Linked DNA regions of Oryctolagus cuniculus: region 2 is linked to region 1. A link is a contact called in public Micro-C data. All regions are on one chromosome and are shown on one strand. Each heading gives the region's core, a stretch centred on a gene start, on an enhancer-like site or on the middle of the called end of the contact. The rest is flanking DNA. Distances are from core to core; before and after follow the strand shown. Region 1 holds the start of AZIN2 (antizyme inhibitor 2). Region 2 overlaps RNF19B (ring finger protein 19B).

Region 1 (6,139 bases), core at 1,090-3,589:
TAGGACAGGGCCAATCCCCTGAGGGCTGAAGCTGTGGCCTACAGCCCCCTGCCTTCATGAACAGGTGCTGGATGACGCCTCAAGGTGGTCCCATGCACCGCAACGCAAGCCCGCGGGCAACCCTTGCTGCAGGCCCAATATGTCTGAGCCTGTGGGTGAGACCACACTGGCTAAGCCTTCCCCAGGACTGTTTCCCTTCTATGCGACACTTTTTTTTTTTAACTGATGCCCATTTGCTGCCAGACATTATGGTGCCAGACGGGGATGACCAGGCAGGACCCTTAGGCAATGACTAATCCATGCAACAAATGGGAATGTCAACAAAATGTAGTTAGGCCATGAGGAAAGAAATGCAGGGGCCGCACTGTGGTGGAGTGGGGAAAGCCGCCGCCTGCGACGCCAGCATCCCTTAGGGGCGCCGGTTCATGTCCCAGGTGCTCCTCTTCCAATCCAGCTCTCTGTTAATGGCCTGGGAAGGCAGCTTGGGCCCCTGCACCCACATGGGAGACCTGGGAAAAGCTGCTGGCTCCCGGCTTCAGCCTGGCCCAGCCCCAGCCATTGCAGCCATCTGAGGGGTGAATCAATGAATGGAAGATCTCTCTTGTCTCTCCCTCCCTCTCTGTAGCTCTTTCAAACATAACTCTTATAAAAGAAGGTGCAAAGGGGGTATTTTGTGAAGGGGAGAGGCTGAGGGGAGAGCCTTCCAGGCAGAGGCACAGCCTGGGCAAAGGTGTGCCAACAGTGCGTGGCCTCCCTGGGAAACATGAACAGAGTCACTGGGCACTGACAAGCCTAGTGCGCCCTGCGGGAAGGCAGGGACTGATCTGTGATCCTGTAAGCACTGGGGCGCTGCCAAAGAACTCCAGGCTGCAGCAGGGCTGTGATGCAGGTGGGGGTGGGCTGCTAAGACAGTGAGGGGGATGTGAGAGGAGCACCCTGGTGAGTTATCTCAGGAGGCCAGATGCACAGAGCTCCCTACCCTGGATGCCTGCGGGAGCCACGGAGAGGGGGAGGAGCAGAGAAGGCCCAGCGTGCTCAGGAGTAGCCCTCCATCTAGGGCCAGGAATGGGGAGAAGAGGAGCCCGTCTCGGGCACAGAGCAAGGGCTGAACCGCACAGGAACCAGCGAGGGCTCCCCCAGGCAGGGGCCCCACCCCCTCTCGCAGCCCTCACCGTGGTGGCCTGGGAGGCCCCCAGAGTGAGCTCCTCCAGCAGGTCGCGGGTGCTGAAACCCTCTTCCACCATCACGAAGTCCGCTTCCCTCAGGTAGCCAGCCATGCCGAGGAAGAGCGGCCGGCGACCTGGATGGAGCCCCCGCCGCCGCCGCCAACGCCTTAGAAAGTATGCAACACTGCGGGGACACACGGAGAGCGGGGCTGGGGGCAGGCTCCGGCTCCGCAGCCGCCTCCCTCCCTCCCGTCCCAGTCCCACCGCGCCCGGCCCCCAGCGCGAGCCCGGGAGCTGAAATTCACTGGGGCTGCTGGGGGTGGGCGGGCAAGAATCCTAGATGCAGCCCTGGGACCAGGCCTCGTAGGCCTAGATGTCACCGGCTCTCGAGCCTCAGTGGCTACATCTGTAAAAAAAATTTTTTTAAGATCCTTTTCAGTTCTGCAATTCTGGGTCTTTGGAAAGAGGGAATGAATGAGAGAAAAAATATAAGAAACTTGAGTGGGGAAGTTTCCAGCTCCACCGCCCCCCCTCCTGGCCACGCCCACCCGGTGGGGTTTTGGTAGCCACACCCAGGGGGGGTCTCAGCCTCAGAATAGAAACTTAGATTCTAGCGCACTCAGCTCTCAGGGCCTCAGTTTCCCCGTCTGGAGAGGGTGTTCGGGCTGCTCCCGACGTGCCAGGAGGGGGCGCCCCGTGGTGGGCGGGGGACGCGAGCTCCCGGGAGCGCTCCGTAGGCTAAGGCTCTGTCAGGTGACCCCTCCCGAGCGCAGGGCCGAGGTCCCGCCCCACCCTCTGGACCCCCTTACCAAGCCCCGTCCTCCTTCGCGGGGGCCAGAGCAGGCGCGCTGCTAGGGGGGGTCGCCGGTGACCTCGAAACTTGTGCAACACCCCGAGGAGGAGTGGCAGTTGCGGAGCCGAGGCCCCTGCTGAGAGGAGGCAAGCGGCGCCCGGGGAGCAGGTGAGCGCCCTGGCCCGGGGCTGCCGCTGCCCGAGGCTCCCCAGCCACCCCCCGCACTCGCCTTAAAACGCATTTACACGGCTTCGGCCCATAGGTCTCCCCAGCGAGTGAATCGGATCCTCGGCTCCTCCGCTCGCTCGCTCCCCCCGGCTCGGGCCCCGCGGCCTGCGCCCCACCCGCCCAGCGGCCACCGACCCCACGCCCCGCCTTGCGCCCGCCGCCCGCTTATATAAGCCCCGCCCCGGCTCCGCCCACGGCGCCCCGGCTCCGCCCCCGCTCGCCGTGTAGCCCTGGCAACCGGGTGCCGCCATCCCATTGGTCCATTCCGACATAAAGCATTCAGCGCGGCGCAGCGTCTCCGCAAACCCGCGCCGCGGTGCCGCGGCCGCCGCACGCCGGCGGGTCGGGAGCGCAGGGTTGCGCGGGTGTGCGCGGGAGGCGGCCTCGGATGCGGCACTTGGGTCTCAGAGCGTGGGCGGGAAGCCTCTTCGATGCTGCCGCTGCGCCCTCCGCTCCTCAGGAGCGGCTCGCTCATCCCTCGAGTGCGGATCCAATGCCATCTCTGTGTTTCTAATAAAATGCGGTTTTGTTTCATTGCCGCTTCTACACATATTCCAGGACTCCCCCGACCCAAAGCCCGGCTAAAATGTCCTCCAGACAGAGAGGACCTGCCCAGCTCGGGGAGGGGTCTCCCTCACCTGCCCCCTGCCAGCGCTCACCTGTCAAGGGAAGTGACTCCAGCTCAAAGCACCTCCTCCTTCCCTCCCGACAAAATCCCGGGAATGGCACCTCCTCTGCGGATCATGCCGAGATCCCCCTGCGCCGAGGCCTCCCTCTTTGGCTTTGGCGGCCGGCGGCTGGGGTTCCTGTGGTGCCTCACGCTCCTCATTCGGCACGGCTCAGCTTCCGGGTGAGCTCCCGGGGCAGGCGCTGAGTGCCCGGCTCCTCAGAGTGCTCACCGCCACAGCTCAAGAAGACCCAGGAGCTGTGTTACTTGGAAACGCGTGCAAACGCTGAGCTGAGCAGTAACCGTACAGGCGCAGCTGGGTCTCCCTTGGAAAAGAAAAAAAAAAAAAAAAAAAAGGAGCAATGGTCTCGCTCTGCCCGACTGTGGTCCTTAAAGCAGCCGGGAGCAGGAAGAGGTGGCAGCAGTCTAGAGTCTTGTACCTGTGGGAGAATTCCGTGCTCCGTGAAGGCAGCATTTCCTACCCATGTGGCCACAGGGCTTTGGGTCTAGCATGTGCTCACGTCTGCTGGCAGCAGGTGGCCTTTTTAAAACCCACAGGCTCTGGCTCCACCCCCTAACCCCATCCCCACCTTGTGGCATGTGAGTTAAGCCTCCCTCTAGGATGCTGGCATCCCATAGGGGTGCTGGCTCGTGTCCTAGTTACTCCAATTCCAATTCAGCTCCCTGCTAATGCACCTGGGAAAGCAGTGGAAGATGGCCCAAGTGCCTGGGCCCCTGACCCACATGGGAGACCCAGAAGAAGCTCCTGGCTTCAGCCTGGCTCAGGCCTGGACACTGAGGCCATTGGGGAGTGAACCAGCAAATGGAAGATCTCTCTCTCTTTCCCTCTTTCCCTCTCTCTGTAACTCTGCCTTTCAAATAAATAAATCTTTAAAGTAACATTTAAAGCAGATTTTTTTTGACAGGTAGAGTTAGAGAGAGAGAGAGAGAGAGAGAGAGAGAGAGAGAGAAAGGTCTTCCTTTTTCCGTTGGTTCACCCCCCAAGTGGCTGCTGCGGCCAGCGCACCACGCTGATCTGGCCAGCAGCCAGGTGCTTCTTCCTGGTCTCCCATGCGGGTGCAGGAGCCCAAGCACTTGGGCCATCCTCCACTGCACTCCCAGGCCACAGCAGAGAGCTGGACTGGAAGAGGAGCAACCGGGACAGAATCTGGCGCCCCGACCGGGACTAGAACCCGGGTGCCGGCGCCGCAGGCGGAGGATTAGCCTATTGAGCTGCAGCGCCAGCCGAAGTAACATTTTTCGAAAAAAATGCCCAGAGACAGTTCTTGTCCTACTTTGGCCTCTGCCTAAGGCACCGTGCACAACCTGGCCAGAACACGCTCATTCCACGGATGATGCGGGGCAGTGACCTTGGAGTCAGGGAGGGCCATTTTCTGCTCCACACCCAGTGGGCCCCGGATGGCTCAGTGTCCTTGGCTGAGTCATCTTGCCAGGACCTGGGACACTATTATCTAGCTCAGCTTCCCCCTTTGTGCGGAGAGGGTTCAGACCGGCTTCTCGGACACCTTCCTACCTGGAACCCTCTGGCTTTCTGTGCACAGCGACAGCCTTCCAGGAGGGTCATTTGTAGGTCCACGGTTTGAGAGCTTGGTAGTCATTTACACCATAGTATGAGAACTCACATCCTAGTCTTCTCTCGTGAGGAAGAGAACAAGCGTCTGTGATGGGGAGGGAACACATCAGGATGGCCACGGCAGAGCCTGGAAAGGTGGAAGTGCAGGGAGGGGAGGCTCTGGCTTTGGTTCTGCCTTCTGTTTGCTCATTCTTGAGAGCTGGCAGCTGTGGATGCTACATCCTGGGTCTGTCTCACCAGCTTCTCGTTACCTGGTACACAGGAGGCACAAAATAGGTGCACTCAGTGTGCTTACTGAGTGCCTCAGTAGGAGCAAGGAGGAATGAATCAGAATCCATTCTGTCCATCTGCGATCTCAAGGGTGAGTAATCAGAGCAGATAGGTCTGCCTCCTGGGCTGTGTATAGGTAGGCTGTGGCTTTGCCTTTGTCCCTACCGGCTCTGTGATGTCACTGAATGTCCATGGCAACCCTATGTCACAAGAGCTATAATTGTTCCCATTTTACAGATAAGGACTCTAAAGCTCCGAGAAGTTCAATAACCTGCTGAGTATCACACAGCAAGTAAGGGCAGAGCTCGATTCTGACCTCAGCCTTTATGCTCGACTGCTTGCCAAAAGTTCAGCAAAATTTACTGTCATCTGCTGGCGTCTGGCCCAAAGGCTCCTGTCCTGCCAGTCTCTTGCCACTGTTCTCCTGCCATCCATGGTTGCTCTGCAGAGCCCTCAAGAACAGGGAACTGGGACTGGCGCTGTGGCGTAGTAGGTTCAGCATCTGCCTGTGGCTCTGGCATCCCATATGGGCACTGGTTCAAGCCCTGGTTGCTACTCTTCTGATCCAGCTCTCTGCTGATGGGCTGGAAAATCAGTATAAGATGGCCCAGTGCTAGAACCCCTGCACTCACGTGAGAGATCTGGAAGAAGCTCCTACCTCCTGGCTCTGGATCAGCCCAGCTCTGACTGTTGCGGCCATCTGGGGAGTGAACCAGCAGATGGAAGACTGACCTCTCTGTTCTCCCTCTCTCTGTAACTCTGCCTCTCAAGTAAATAAATAAATCTGATGAAGTAGAAGGAGGAGGAGGAAGAGGAAGAAAGAAGAAGAAGAAGGAGAAGAGAAGGAGGGGGAAGGAGAACAGGGTACTAAAGCAGAATAAAGGGTCTCTGAACTCTGGCCAATTTCAACTGTTCTTCCTAAATCATTTGTGATCCAAGTCACCAACACCGCAGTAATAAAATGCCTATGGGCGGCCGACGCTGTGGCTTGGTGGGTAAAGCTGCCGCCTACAGTGCCAGAATCCCATATGGGCACCGGTTCAAGTTCCGGCTGCTCCACTGCCAATCCAGCTCTCTGCTATGGCTTGGGAAAGCAGTAGAAGAAGGACCAAGTGCTTGGGCCCCTGCACCCGTGTGGGAGACTCAGAAGAAGCTCTTGGCTCCTGGCTTCAGATCAGCACAGCTGCGGCCATTGTGGCCAATTGGGGAGTGAACCATCAGATGGAACACCTCTTTCTCTCTCTCTCTCTCTCTCTGTCTCTCTCTCTCTCTGCCTCTCCTCTCTCTCTGTGTAACTCTGACTTTAAAATAAACAAATAAATCTTAAAAAAAAAAAAAAAAGAAGTGGAGCAGCGAGGACTTGAACTGGCGACCATATAGGATGCCAGCATTACAGGTGGCGGCTTTACCAGCTAAGCCAC
Region 2 (6,139 bases), core at 1,575-4,074, 130 kb after region 1:
TGAGACTCTAGGGCAAGTCTTCTGACTTCTACTTTAATGTCCTTTCTACTTTACTGCATTAACTAACCTGAGGCATAGAGATCCCCAAAGGTTTCTCAGTCTTCCTGCTAACATCAGCATATGACCTAAACATATTTTGAAATATTCATTTTGATTAAATGGAAGCTACAATGTAGTAGAAAGAATAGTGGACCTAGAATCAGAATTGTAGTTTTATGTGACTGTGACCTTGGACAAGTCAGTTCTAGTTTCTTCATCTAAAATAACAGCAATTAATGCCTAGTTATTGAGAGGATTAAATGTGAACATAAGCTAAAACACCTGACATGTGGTGACTATGCATAGTAGCTGTTCATTAAGTGAATACTTCAGGACTTTTTTACATGAACTGCTCCATGGTGAAGCCATTGCCCACCACACAATTTTGATGCTGTGCAGTCTTGATTGTTTTGTTCTATCCCCAGTGGCAGATGCCTGGCGAGCCCTCAAGAATCCCAGCATTGGGGAAAGCAGCATTGAAGGCCTCACCAGTGTGCTGAGCACCAGTGGAAGCCCTACAGATGGACTCAGTGTTATGCAAGGCCCTTACAGTGAAACAGCCAGCTTTGCAGCCCTCTCAGGGGGCACATTGAGTGGCGGCATTCTCTCCAGTGGCAAAGGAAAATACAGCAGGTAAGCAAATAGATAATTTCTGTTACCTATTTTCAATTATAAGAAATAATACATTAAGCCATTTCTATATTCCAGGCTTGTCCCATATATCATCTCATTTTGATTTAACTGTCAATGTTTCTTTTTTTTTTTTTTAAGATTTATTTATTTATTCAAGAGAGAAGAGAAAGAAATCTTCCATCTGTTAGTTCACTCCCCAAATGCCTACAATAGTCATGGCTATTATAGTGGATGGCAGGGACCCCACTATTTAAGCCATTGCTGTTGCTTCCCAGGGTATACATTAGCAGGAAGCTGGAATTGGGTGTGGAGCCAGGACTTGAACACAAGCACTTTGATATGGAGTCAGACATCCCAAGTGGCATCTTTTTTTAAAGATTTAGTGGGGATGGCGCTGTGGTGTAGTGGGTAAAGTCCCTGCCTGCAGTGCCAGCATCCCATATGGGTGCTGATTCAAGTCCCGGCTGCTCCACTTCCAGTGCAGCTCTCTGCTGTGGCCTGGGAAAGCAATAGAAGATGCTGCGTGGGAGACCTGGAGGAAGCTCCTGGCATCTGGCTTCAGTTTGACCCAGCTCTAGCCATTGTAGTCATTTGGGGAGTGAAGCAGCAGACGGAAGACCCCTCTCTCTCTGCCTCTGCCTTTCAAATAAATAAATAAATCTTTTTTAAATATTTTATTTATTTATTTGAAAGGCAGAGTTAGAGGGACACAGAGAGAGAGAGAGATCTTCCATCTGCTAGTTCACTCCCCCAAATGGCCAGAAGAGCTGGAGCTGTGCCGATCTGAAGCCCAGAACTTCTTCCAGGTCTCCCATGTGGGTGACCGGGGCCCAAGGACTTAGGCCATCTTCCATTGCTTTCCCAAGTGCATTAGCAGGAAGCTGATCAGAAATGGAGCAGTCGGAACTCAAACTGGCACCCATATGGGATGCCATTGTTGCAGGCAATGGCTTTACCCACTATGCCAAGTGGCATCTTAACTACTGTGCCAAACACCCACTCCTAAAGAATAATCTTGACTTTAGATCCTCCCTATATGCCTCAGGTAGGAAGAGCAAACATTTTTTCTTTTCTTCTTTTTTTTTAATATTTATTTGAGAGGCAGAGTTACAGAGGGAAAGAGGGAGAGGTCTCCCATCCGCTGACTCATTTCTGAAATGGCCATAATAGCCAGAGCTGGGCCAGTCCAAAGCCAAGAGCCAGGAGCTTCTTCCAGGTCTCCTACGTGGGTACAGGGGCCCATGCACTTGGGCCATCTTCCACTGCTTTCCCAGGCCATTAGCAGGGAGTCGATGAGAAGTGGAGCAGCTGGGACTCGAACCAGCACCCATATGGGATGCTAGCACTGCAGGTGGAGGCTTAACCTACTATGCACAGCACTGGCCCCCAGCCATTTTTGTAGCATTCCTAAGACTGGACCTTCCATTAGCCTTGTCCTTGGCTTTCAGTTGACCATTTATGCTGTATCTTGTTGGCTTATATACTGTGATCCTGATTACCTTCCTAGTCCCATTTGATAGATAAGGAAAATAAATTCTGTGAAAACTGAGAAAATGAATTCTGAATTCATATTGAGAATATGTAAAACTTGATGACTAAAAAGATTGTGACTTGCTTCGTGGTCATATTCAGAGGAGCATAACAGATGTTATGAGAAGGATTTAGTTGACTTCACTGGAGAAGAGGAGCCTGGTTAGGAATAAAGGTAGGGCAAAGCAGGATGGGGAGATAGGGGAAATGGCTGCCTTCAGCTATCTGAAGGGGCTTCACCTGGGAAAAAGATAGGACTGCCTTGAATCCTGCCAACAGGTAGGTTAAAATGACTTGGCAGAAACTAGAGGGAAACTAATTTTGATTCAGTATAGAGAAAATAGGAAAAAGCCATGTAGAAGCTCAAAGAAGCAAAGAAATACCTTGGTACATACTGAGCTGCTTATCCCTGGAAGTGTTTAAAGTAAGACCAGATGGCCATTTGGCTATTAAAAGGATTCAAGTAACAGATGGCAGGTGGACTGGATCCCACACCTGAGTGCTTGTCACCTGGGAGTGTCTTAAAAATAGATTTTAGGGCCCTGTCCCAGAATTAATCATTTAAATCTCCTGGAGTGGAACCTAGGAAGTGGTTTTGTTTTGAAAAAGCTCCTGAGTTGATTCTAGCATAGCCAGTATGTGAATGAACATCTGCAAACCACCTAGGTAGGTGGCCCTGAGCAAGACTCTTCCAATCCTGTGGCAGAGCTGAAACTGGAACCCACATCTGTGACTTGGTGTACTCTTCCATTGTATTCCCTCATTTTCCTGGGCCTTGGCGAATTCTTGAAGGGCGTCTGAGGCTGGAACAGCAGAGCAGAGGTGCAGGCAAAGGGTGGAGGCTGCTTGAATGTGCAGGTGGCAGGATGGAGGTTGACCTGTCTGTGTCTCATGCTTCTGCTGTCTCTTGTTAGGGAATCCCACCCCCACACGCTGGAGTAATCACCGCTGTGCTTCCTTAGAGCAACACCCCTGTAAATAAGCAGACAGACATAATTGGAGACTGACTTGCTGAAACTGCAGCTTAGTCAGTCCAGCTGTTCCAGTTCTGTGAAAGCCTTTCTTTTATAGGAAGTGAATGAGTCAGATGGGTTTGACTGTGAAACCCATTATGAGGAAATACTTAAGTGTGCAACAAAGTGGTGTCGGAGCCAAGAAAGGAAATAGTTACGGGTTCTCAGCTCTGAAGCACAATTGAGAAAGTGCTGCTGTACAAGGAGGGAGGAGGTTGGCTCCTGTATGTCCTTTCATGCTATGACCTGGAAGTAATTTGATTGCTAAATGTCCAAGTTCCTATTATGCACAAGGCGTGGAATATAAAATGTGAATGAGATGTGATCTCTCCTTTTGTGGCACCAACAGATTAGTGGGAGAGAGATGCATAAATTGATATGATATAGATAGGTATAGGCTGGAGGTGACTGGTTTGCTGAGAGAATGAGGGAGAAAATACTTCCTTTGTTGTCAAGGACTAATAGGTGTAAGTTTTTAGTTACAGAAAGGAAACTTCCATAGAGTGGGGGAATAGCATATACAAAGTCATAGAGGCATAATATGTAAATTGGAGTGACTGTGGTTCTGGACCTGTGGTGAGAGATGGAACTGGAGAGAGAGCTTCATGGCAGATCAGGAAGACCTTATGTGCTCCTTGACAATAAGAGCCAAGAGTTAAAAGGATTGTTAGTGAGTGAGTCTTTGTCCACTCTGGCACTGGTCTGGAGGTCATTTGACCTGGACTTCAAGGGAGTCCAATTGCATTTGAGGTCTTGAAGTTAAGGAGTAGCACTGGGGGTAGAAAGGAGGGGACGATTTCAGTAGATGATTTCAGAAAGAAAATGTGTGGGAATGCATTTGAACTGTTTGACAATTGGAGAAAATGAGACAGATCATCACAGTTTGCAAGAGACTAATGAAAGAGATGTGTGCCAGGAAGCAGACTGTCTCAGAATACCCAGGTCTCCTATTAACTCAAACGTCCCCTCTTTACACAGGTTAGAAGTCCAAGCCGATGTCCAAAAGGAGATTTTTCCCAAAGACACAGCCAGTCTTGGTGCAATTAGTGACAACGCAAGCACTCGTGCTATGGCCGGTTCCATAATCAGTTCCTACAACCCACAGGACAGGTATGTGCACAGTCAGATGCCCAGGAGAGGTTGCAATTTTTGTTCAGGTACTAGGTCCTCAGAAACTCAATGCCTTATGTCAGGGCTGTGTGTACCATCTAGTGGGGTATGTAGTGTGCCCTGAGAACCCACTGAACACATTCTTAGCATTAGAGTGTTTTTTGGCATCTCTTGATTCTTGTTGTTAGCACTTGATTTTTAGCAATTTCTTTTTCCTTTCTCTTCCTCCCTTCCCCCCCTCACTCTGGTCCTGGCTGTTGCAACAGTGTGTAATTACACGGCACTTAGAAAGCTGGACTATTTATTGTTCATTGATGTCTGAGAGTCTAGGGGTTCTGTTCACCATTTGCTTTGTACGGTTTTCATAGCCTGTTTCTCTTTTATTTGAGAAGCTAGCGAGTGTATCTGGCATGGAGTAACTGTGATAATACTTAATGTATGGATTCTGGTTTTTAATTATGGCATAGTAGTAAAAAGCTACAGATTTTCTTATTTTGAGTAAGACAATATGAGGCTCTGACCCTCCGTTGGATTTTGGAAGCACTTTTCAGATGTTTAAGGAGACTGGCTGAGTGCACAGGCGTCCATGTGTGTGTGTGTGTGTGTGTGTATAATTAGCAGAATTAATTACTAATTGCTCTTCTCCATCTTATCTGACCATTAGGTTAAAATTTTGTTTTTGCTAAAAGTGAGCCTTAGTCCAGTTTACCTATTTTTTTGAACTTCCTAATCCTGGACCCACAAACTGCTTTTATCAACAGGTACAGCATGACCCATGCATGACTCAGCAAAGTGGATTTTGTCTCCACAGAGAATGCAACAACATGGAAATCCAAGTGGACATTGAAGCCAAACCAAGCCACTATCAGCTGGTGAGTGGAAGCAGCACAGAGGACTCACTTCACGTTCATGCTCAAATGGCAGAGAATGAAGAAGGTGGCGGTGGTGGCGGCGGTGAAGAGGACGCCCCCTGCAAACACCAAAACTGTGAACAGAAAGACTGCCTGGCCGGCAGACCTCGAGACATCAGCCTGGCCCAGCCCGAGAGCATCCGCAGTGACCTGGAGAGCTCAGATGCACAGTCCGATGATGTGCCAGACATCACCTCAGATGAGTGTGGCTCTCCCCGCTCCCAGGCCGCAGCCTGCCCCTCGACCCCCAGAACCCAAGGTGCACCAAGCCCAAGTGCCCATAGGAACCTCTCTGCCCCAGCTGAGGGACAGACTGTCTTGAAGCCAGAAGGTGCAGAAGCTAGAGTATGAAATGGAATGACTACTCCTGTTCTGAGAAGCACATTTGTTGTAACTGCATCTTTTGGAATCTTTTTTTGGAGGGGTGGTGGGTTGGGGATTTATGTATTTTATTTGAGATTCTCTGGTCACAGGTTTACCCCAGGGACATTCTGAGAAATTTGCAATTTCTTAACAGATAAAACATGAAAATTTTACCCTTAGCCCCCCTCCTCTTCCCCCTCCTTTTTCAGTTTTAATTTATTGGTTAAACTGATGTTGGCAATCCATGAGGTGTGTCAGAATGTACATATGTATGTGTGTATATTGTATGTATGCTAACATTACTGAAGGATACATTTTAATAAAGATTTCTGTCATAATTCAACTCATCTCATTTTCCTTGGCTTGGATAGTCCTACAGAGAGCCAAGTGTTCGAAACAGAATGCCACATCTTTGACAGTCTCTAGATCTGAGTTTTCCTAACCCCAGGAAAGAAAGATTATATTCAAATCCAATTGCAGTGGAGTCATGTATAAACCAGTGACTTCCAGCCTGACAGGAAGCAAAGCTCTGTTTGTTTT

What was found. Hi-C and Micro-C count contacts between places; a contact is called where the count stands out from the background.
Region 2: a Micro-C map of ear pinna shows a contact between it and region 1, with 4 times the contacts expected there. The contact joins the enhancer-like site here to the promoter of AZIN2 in region 1. A contact is called at or near these places in 4 of 6 Hi-C or Micro-C datasets (ear pinna, psoas muscle, skin fibroblasts and 1 more).

The regions. Positions count from the first base shown.
Region 1 is chr7:139,498,881-139,505,019 of mOryCun1.1, forward strand. AZIN2 (antizyme inhibitor 2) reads right to left here and starts at 2,340. Exons shown (of 12, transcript NM_001294156.2): 1 at 2,189-2,340; 2 at 1,976-2,095; 3 at 1,173-1,350. The coding sequence starts at 1,277.
Region 2 is chr7:139,623,842-139,629,980 of mOryCun1.1, forward strand. RNF19B (ring finger protein 19B) reads left to right here. Exons shown (of 9, transcript XM_070078806.1): 7 at 465-672; 8 at 4,194-4,325. Among named protein-coding and RNA genes, the nearest start is that of RNF19B, 24 kb to the left of the region's middle. Within about 2 kb of position 2,825, at least 4 of the 8 cell types and tissues checked have an H3K27ac peak or open chromatin away from gene starts, as enhancers often do. A contact at or near this core is called in ear pinna, where this site is marked.